Linked DNA regions of Zea mays: region 1 is linked to region 2. The links are chromatin contacts, called in public Hi-C maps. All regions are on one chromosome and are shown on one strand. Each heading gives the region's core, a stretch centred on a gene start, on an enhancer-like site or on the middle of the called end of the contact. The rest is flanking DNA. Distances are from core to core; before and after follow the strand shown. Region 1 holds the start of LOC100285431. Region 2 holds the start of LOC103641487 (protein FAR1-RELATED SEQUENCE 5-like).

Region 1 (3,656 bases), core at 1,107-3,606, 200 kb before region 2:
GGGCTCTCCCTCTTGACTGCTAAGTGATTAGATCTTGGTGTTTTTCTTTTGGTTGTTTTTTCCAATTTAACACACGCATGTATTACACTAAGAACTAAGGGTGTGAGTGTGGGTGGGCGGGTGTACTCAGGGTCTTTCCCACCCCTTCCTCTTCTTTAATACAAAGATATGCAGCTTCCCAATGTATTTAAGGGAAAAACTGCAGCCAAAAAACTATGTAGACCTACCACTTCAGGCCCAACTCAAGGAAATGTAGGTTGTGTCTGCACAGCATATGATTGTGCAGAATCTGCCTACAGAGAAGCTGGTGAAAAAGCATACTCCAATTATTTTTGAGGAAAAACATGCAGCCAAGAACTATGTAAACCTACCTGTTACCACTTCAGTCCCAACTCAAAAGGAAATATAGAGAAAGAAATGTATACTGTGCACAGCATATGATTGTGCAAATCTGCCTACTGGAGAAGCTGGTGAAAAACACACTCCAATTATTCTGTTTAGTTAGTTCACCCTCAGATTTTGCTTACTAGTAAGTGGCTGGAGGATGCTGTTGTTTAGTACAGTTCTGCTCAATCTGTGGAGAAGCTAAGAAATAAGCTGTGCCAAACAGCCATTATATTATACTTGGAATGACCAATTAGGTTAATAATAGCCTTCAGAAAAACATATATTTAATAGAAATGGCCAGAGAACACAAACAATGAAAATCCACATTATTATTCAAATACAAAAAATACTAAAACTTAAATATTGCATCTACAACATGGCACACATAATGTCCAGGTCACTGATTTCATTTCAATGAGCTTATCCAACAACCCTAGAAACTTAGAAAGACAGGGCAACATATTGGTGTCGCTTCTGGGCACAGCTGCAGCTTAAGATGGAGGACCAAGAGTTAATAAAATCTTCATGTCACAAGATGGAGATGGTGCTACTAAAGTTTTTTCGCAATTTCGGATGGGGAGCTGCTTGGCGATTAACATTGTAATACCTTTGGTCTTGTCATAGGTGGTCTTGAGTGCAGTCGTGTTATGTGTCAAGGCAGTAAGCTGCCTTCAGTTGTAAACGTTGGCCGTAGCCTCTCTAGAGGTCAAGGTCGGACTATGTTTCCATTATCTAAAAAAAAGAAAGACTAGCATGGTAAACGCCTCATCTATATATCAGCCATGTTTCAGCAAGCAATTGAACTGTGAAAAAGTGCAAACTAAACAATATGATCCTAGATTGTGTGACTAACAGAGACACAATCAAAGACTTTAGTAGCAAGAAGTGCAAACCTGTCTGCCAATGTGTATCATATTTGTATAGTAAAGTCCAGTTCAGCTAACAGATTAGCTTACGTCCTAGAAATAGGAGTTCAAGCACACAGTCTATACACCCAAGGAGTTAGGTTTCTATTTAGGTCCAAGAAACCACGGTCCCAAAACAAAGAAAGTCCAGCAGCACAAACACACATGACACATCCGAAACTATGACTGCCAAACTAGATCCATTCAGTGAGATCAATACAGATGCACCAAGTGCCAACACCTAAAATTAGCATCCAACAAAAGAAATTACGCACAATTGGCACCCCTTCGAAATAGGAAAAAAATTGATATTTTGCCACTCAAATTTAGCACTCTCTTGTTATGCCATCCCGGTTTATGACTTGTGGGAGCACCAAAACTAGGCAAACCTCAGCGTCCTGAGCATCAGAGTTCACTGATTCACCCCATCCTGTAAAATGCGCACAACAAAACCTCTCCCCACGCCATAGGGCATAGCTGTTGATTCCTGCTCGCCTTGTCCTACTAATCACCATTCACAGCCGGACGACATGCTGCGCTGTGCACGAAAAGCAACCCCTAGACGAGGACCAACCGACACCAAAACCCCGATCGGATCATCAGATTGAAGATGAACTGCTCAAAAGCGAGCAGATATCTAAGCAGGCGGTTGCCGGTCCGTGGTTCCAAGGACACAACCTGCGGCGTCGGGGACAAAACCCCCGACCCCAACCGACACATGTAGGCAGCAGCAAACCCAAATCCAACGAGGCAGGAGAGCGGAGGATGCGGGAGATCACCTGCGGAGGATGACGGCACGGCGAGGCGGCTATTCCCTGAGCGGTCCCCGTTGGGAGCAGAGGCCGCCGGCACTTCTCCTCCTCCTGTCCCTCCCTCGACGCCGCAGCCGCTCTCCTCGCCAACCATTTATACACCGACCGGTCCGCGGACGGACACCCAGTCGGCTGCTTCTGGAGAACAGCTGCAGAGCCTCCGGATTCACGCTTCCGCCGTTCCGCCTCCTCCGTCAATATGCTTGCTTGGCTTTGCTGGCTCGTTCCGGCGGCGGGCCTCCCGCTTTTGGGGACAGACGCGGAAGGAAATGGAATTCGCTGGCCTTGCACCGCGGCGGAAAGCGGAGAGAAGAGAGCAGCAAGCAAAGCAAAGCGGCCGATGCGATGAGCTGATGCGGTCATGCGGTGATGCCTCATTCTGCTTATGCCTCGCTGGCGCACATCTGTCCCCCCGCTTCACTTCGATTCTGTTTACAAATATTTTATACGGTGTGTTAGACGTCTCCAACGGCGGACCGTAAGGCCCCGTTTGGAAGCGGAATTTTTTTTAAGGTTTTTGAGAAATATCGTGGTATTAGTTAATACTAGAGTATTCTAAACCAAAACTTGTTTGGAAGATTATTAGAAAACAGAGTTTCTAATACCGTAGTTTAGCCAGAACTGTGGTATTTTTATAGTATTTGACACACAGGTCCCAATCCAAGTTTTTCTTCACGCGCGCACGTTGGCGCGCAATTTTCCCTCCACCTGACCCGTCTCGCGCCTTCTGTTTTCTCTCTGTCCTCTCACAGAACCCGCTGCCAGCCATTTCTCCATCACGGAGACCTGCGCCGCCTCCCTAGGGTTCCTCGACCGCCGCCATTTCTCCATAGCCGCCGCCTCCCCAGGGTTCGTCGTCCCTACGCCGCCCCAGGATTTCTCCATCGCCGTGAGCCGTGAGCCGCTCACCGACGTCTCCCTGTCGCGGTAGCTGCCGTCGCCCCCAGCTCCCTCTGAACTCGCGGCCGCGCCGTCACCCCCAGCTCCCTCGGAACCCGCGGCCGCGCCGTCGCCCCCAGCTCTCTCGGACCCCGCGGACGCGCCGTCTCCCCCAGCTCCCTCGGATCCCGCGGCCGCGCCGTCGCCCCCAGCTCCCTCGGACCCCCGCGGCCGCGTCGTCTCCCCCAGCTCCCTCAGACCCCAGCGGCCGCGCCGTCCCCGTGAACTCTCGCCGTGAACCTCCATCCCTAGGAACTCTCGTCGTGAGCCTCGTCCGTGACACTGCAGCCCAGCTCCCTCGCCTCCCTGTCGCTCCCAACATGCGAGTGGTATCTCGGAAGGAAGACAAGGCTGGTACGTGTCATTTGCATAGTTTAGCACTTCTCTGGTGATCCCTGTTTGGTTATTTCATTTGAATTTTGTTTGTTCTAGGGAAAATTGAGATTAGAGCGGATTGGAATGAAGGAAGAACATGGTTTTTTGTGAGCATCCTCAAAGAGTACAACTCACCAAGATATCGTGCGCAGAATGGATGGACCAAAGAGGCATGGAACAGTATGACACAACGTATTAATGAAAGGTTTACATCAGCAAACTTTGTAGTGTCACGGTT
Region 2 (3,575 bases), core at 7-2,506:
GAGCTTATGCTATTAGCAAGGAAGGTATTCCAAATCATTACAAGATTACATTTACAGGCTATCATCACAAGCCATAACTATCAGGGAGCTACTTAGCCTTAGAACTCATCTAACCATTCAAAACTTGCTAAACAACTTCATAATTCACTAAGACATTAGGTGCCCTAATTGCCTAGGGTAAAACTCTATTCCTTTTTAGCGATAATTAGTTTGCTAAGCAAATCTTGTCTAAACAGTTCTAAACTTTACCCAAAGGTTCATAAGACCAAGATAAGCTTGCATAATTTTTCACCTAATTTTTAGTGCTTTATTTTTATTACTAAAATTTCAGATAAACATTTTAAGGCACCTTTTATTCATCTAAAATTATCTACTTGCTACAAAAAATTCTAAGAATATTTCTACCAGGCAGCCCTTGATTTTAGACACCTAATAAAATTGGTCCTACGATTTTATCATTTCTCTAGGATTTTTTGGCACAATTAGCAAGGGGACAGGTAAACAATAAATAGAAATAGTATACAAGGCCTGGACCGATTTCGGCTCAGCCGGCCCCCAACACCGGAGAAAAACCGCGCCTGAAGCCCTAAGCCTCAGACCTGCATGCGCCCGTGCTGTCTTCGCGGGCGTCGGCGACGGGGCCAACTCCGGCGGTCCCCACGGTGCCACAGCACAGTGGAGCTCTCGGCTACGGCGAAGAAAACACAAGTGGCTCACCACGGAACAAACCAACCCAAGAGCCCACACGCAACCGTCCCCAAACAAGGTCCGCCACGGGAAGGCCGATCCCAGCGGCGTTCACCAGCGGTGCCGCGGCGTTCACGATGAGATATGGTAGTAGAACTGAAAAGGAAAGCTCCACGAGCTTCACTAGCCTAAGGTAATTACCAAATGTGAGCGACACGAGCGAGCCACTCCTCGAGACGACCTAGCCATGGTGGGGTTGAGAGGTGGAGGGCGCGGTCACCAGCTGAAAGCAGAACTATGGCAAAAGGGCGGGCTCGGGGAAGATGAATTGCAAAGCACAAGTCTGCACGGACACGGGAACGTGGACAGAAAACAACTCGCTGACCCTGGTTAGAATAACGGAACCAGATCCGCTGCCTTACGGCAGCCTGCCGTGCGCTCGTCGATCTTCAAACCAACGGTGATCTGCTGTCCTCTCCCTCAGTAGTGTATGGAGCGGCCCAACAGTGTAATTCTGGCCCACTTCTTTTCTTCGTTTCTTATTTCTTTCATCCAGGAGCACAGCGCAACGGAGGGAAAACCGTGGGAGGAAAAAGCAGCGGGAAAGGCTGCCTGTTTTGGCGCCAGATACAGAGAGACAGTGACAAAAGGAACCAACGGACAGGGCAAAAAGCACCAAATACAGAGAGACAGCGACGAAGGGAACCAACTAACGGACAAGGCAAAAAGCTGAGAAGCAAAGATGGAGGAAGATGCGACCAACGGATCAAACATGTGAGATGCACCACTTTATTTTTATTCCTAATATCATGGTCCATTTGTTCCTTTCTTTTAAATTTTAGTTGTCTTTTTTAGGGAGAATGTGTTGCCCTGTTTGATTCCTCGTATTGGAATGAAATTCAGAAATCCAGATGAGGGCTGGAGATTTTGGTTAGCGTATAGTGGTCAAAAAGGTTTTGATGTTAGAAAAAGGTACTCAAATACAAGTAAGATTGATGGAAACGTCACGTCATGTAGATTTGTTTGTGCTAATCAAGGTCATCGAGGGAAAGATAAAAAGGGGTATGAAGTAAAGTGTCATCGAGCTGAAACTAGAACTGATTGTGAAGTGCGTATGGGACTTGTAAAAGATAAAGAGTTTGGTGGATACAAAGTTTATGATTTGAATTTAGAACACAACCATAACCTTCACTTGCCAGAAACATTCCACTTGATGGTGTCACAAAGGAAAATTTCAGATTTGCAAGCTTTTGAAATTGAAACAGCTGATGACTCGGGAATAGGACCAAAAGCATCACATGAATTAGCATGTCGCCAAGTGGGTGGGCCGCTTAATTTGAGTTACACCATTCGTGACCATAAAAACTATTTGCGTGGCAAGCGACAACGAGAGATGGTATATGGTCAAGCTGGAAGCATGCTCAAATATTTCCAGGATAAAATGGTAGAGAATCCGGCGTTCCAATATGCGACACAAATGGATGCTGAAGAGAAGATTGCAAATATATTTTGGGCTGATGCTAGAATGATTGCCGATTATATACACTTTGGTGACATTGTTTCGTTTGACACTACTTTTGGGACGAATAGAGAGAGCCGGCCTTTCGGTGTCTTTGTTGGATTCAATCAGTTTAGACAAACTATAGTTTTTGGTGCTGCTCTAATGTATGATGAAACATTTGAGTCTTTCAAATGGCTCTTTGAGACTTTTCTACAAGCACATAGTGGAAAGCAACCCAAAACAATCTACACAGACCAAGATTATGCAATGGGAAAGGCGATTGAGCAAGTGTTTCAAGAGACATGGCATGGATTGTGCAGCTTTCACATAATGCAGAATGCTATAAAACATTTGCCTCTTCGTCAAAAGGAAAAAGGCTTAAATGTTCTTGCTGATTTTAGTGCATGCATGTTTGAGTATGAGGACAAGGAAAAATTTGAAAGAGAATTTGCCATCTTGAGGACAAAGGTAGAAAAGCAATCTTGGTTAGATAGCATTTACAAGTTAAAAGAAAAATGGGCTGAATGTTATATGAAACATGTTTGCACATTGGGCATGCGAAGCACGCAATTAAGTGAGAGCCTAAACAATGATTTGAAAATTCATTTCAAATCAGATTTTGACATTATTCGCTTTCTTAAACATTTTGAAAGGGTGGTGCAAGGAAAAAGAAACAATGAGCTAAACTCAGAATTTGAATCAAGGAAAAAAATACCAAGGGTCATAATAAAGATACCTATGTTGTTGCAGGCAAGTAAATCATACACACCTATTGTGTTTGAAGCTTTTCAAGGTCAATATGAAAGGTCCATGACAGCATGTGCTAAGGTATTGGATGGAAACAATGAATACCTTGTTGCAACCGGGAGCCTCGGTGAAGATGTAGTCCTTGACGAGGAGTACATAGTAATCGGTAATCCTTTGGACCAAACAGCAATATGTAGTTGCAACTTATTTAATAGAATTGGTATAATATGTGCTCATGCTTTGAAAGTTCTTGATTTAATGAATATCAAGTCATTGCCTACACAATATATATTGAAACGGTGGACACGACAAGCACGAAGTGGCACTGTACAGGACAAGAATGGTAGAATTGTAATTGAGAATCCAAAGTTTGATGCAATGCGCCGTTACAGATATTTTTCTCAAAAACTTCTCAATTTGGCACATCGAGCAGCCTACTATCCAGAGTGCACCTCACTGATGGACAACACGATTGATCTTCTTGGTCAACAGATTGAAGACAAAATTAATATATGCAGTGGTCCTTTTAATGCTGAAAAGAATGCAACTCAGGTTGATATTGTTGTACCAAATGATACATTGAGTAATGCACAATTAAAGAAAAAAGAGGTCCGCATAAGAAGTTCAAAGAGACAAAAAT

What was found. A called contact is a pair of places that touch in the nucleus more often than the background predicts.
Region 1: a Hi-C map of endosperm shows a contact between it and region 2, with 5 times the contacts expected there. The contact joins the promoter of LOC100285431 here to the promoter of LOC103641487 in region 2. A contact is called at or near these places in 4 of 25 Hi-C or Micro-C datasets (ear, endosperm, leaf and 1 more).

The regions. Positions count from the first base shown.
Region 1 is chr10:100,803,340-100,806,995 of Zm-B73-REFERENCE-NAM-5.0, reverse strand. It overlaps LOC100285431, which reads right to left and starts at 2,356. Exons shown (of 14, transcript NM_001398707.1): 1 at 2,072-2,356. The coding sequence starts at 2,198.
Region 2 is chr10:100,605,010-100,608,584 of Zm-B73-REFERENCE-NAM-5.0, reverse strand. It overlaps LOC103641487 (protein FAR1-RELATED SEQUENCE 5-like), which reads left to right and starts at 1,256. Exons shown (of 3, transcript XM_020545878.1): 1 at 1,256-1,461; 2 at 1,543-3,575. The coding sequence starts at 1,430.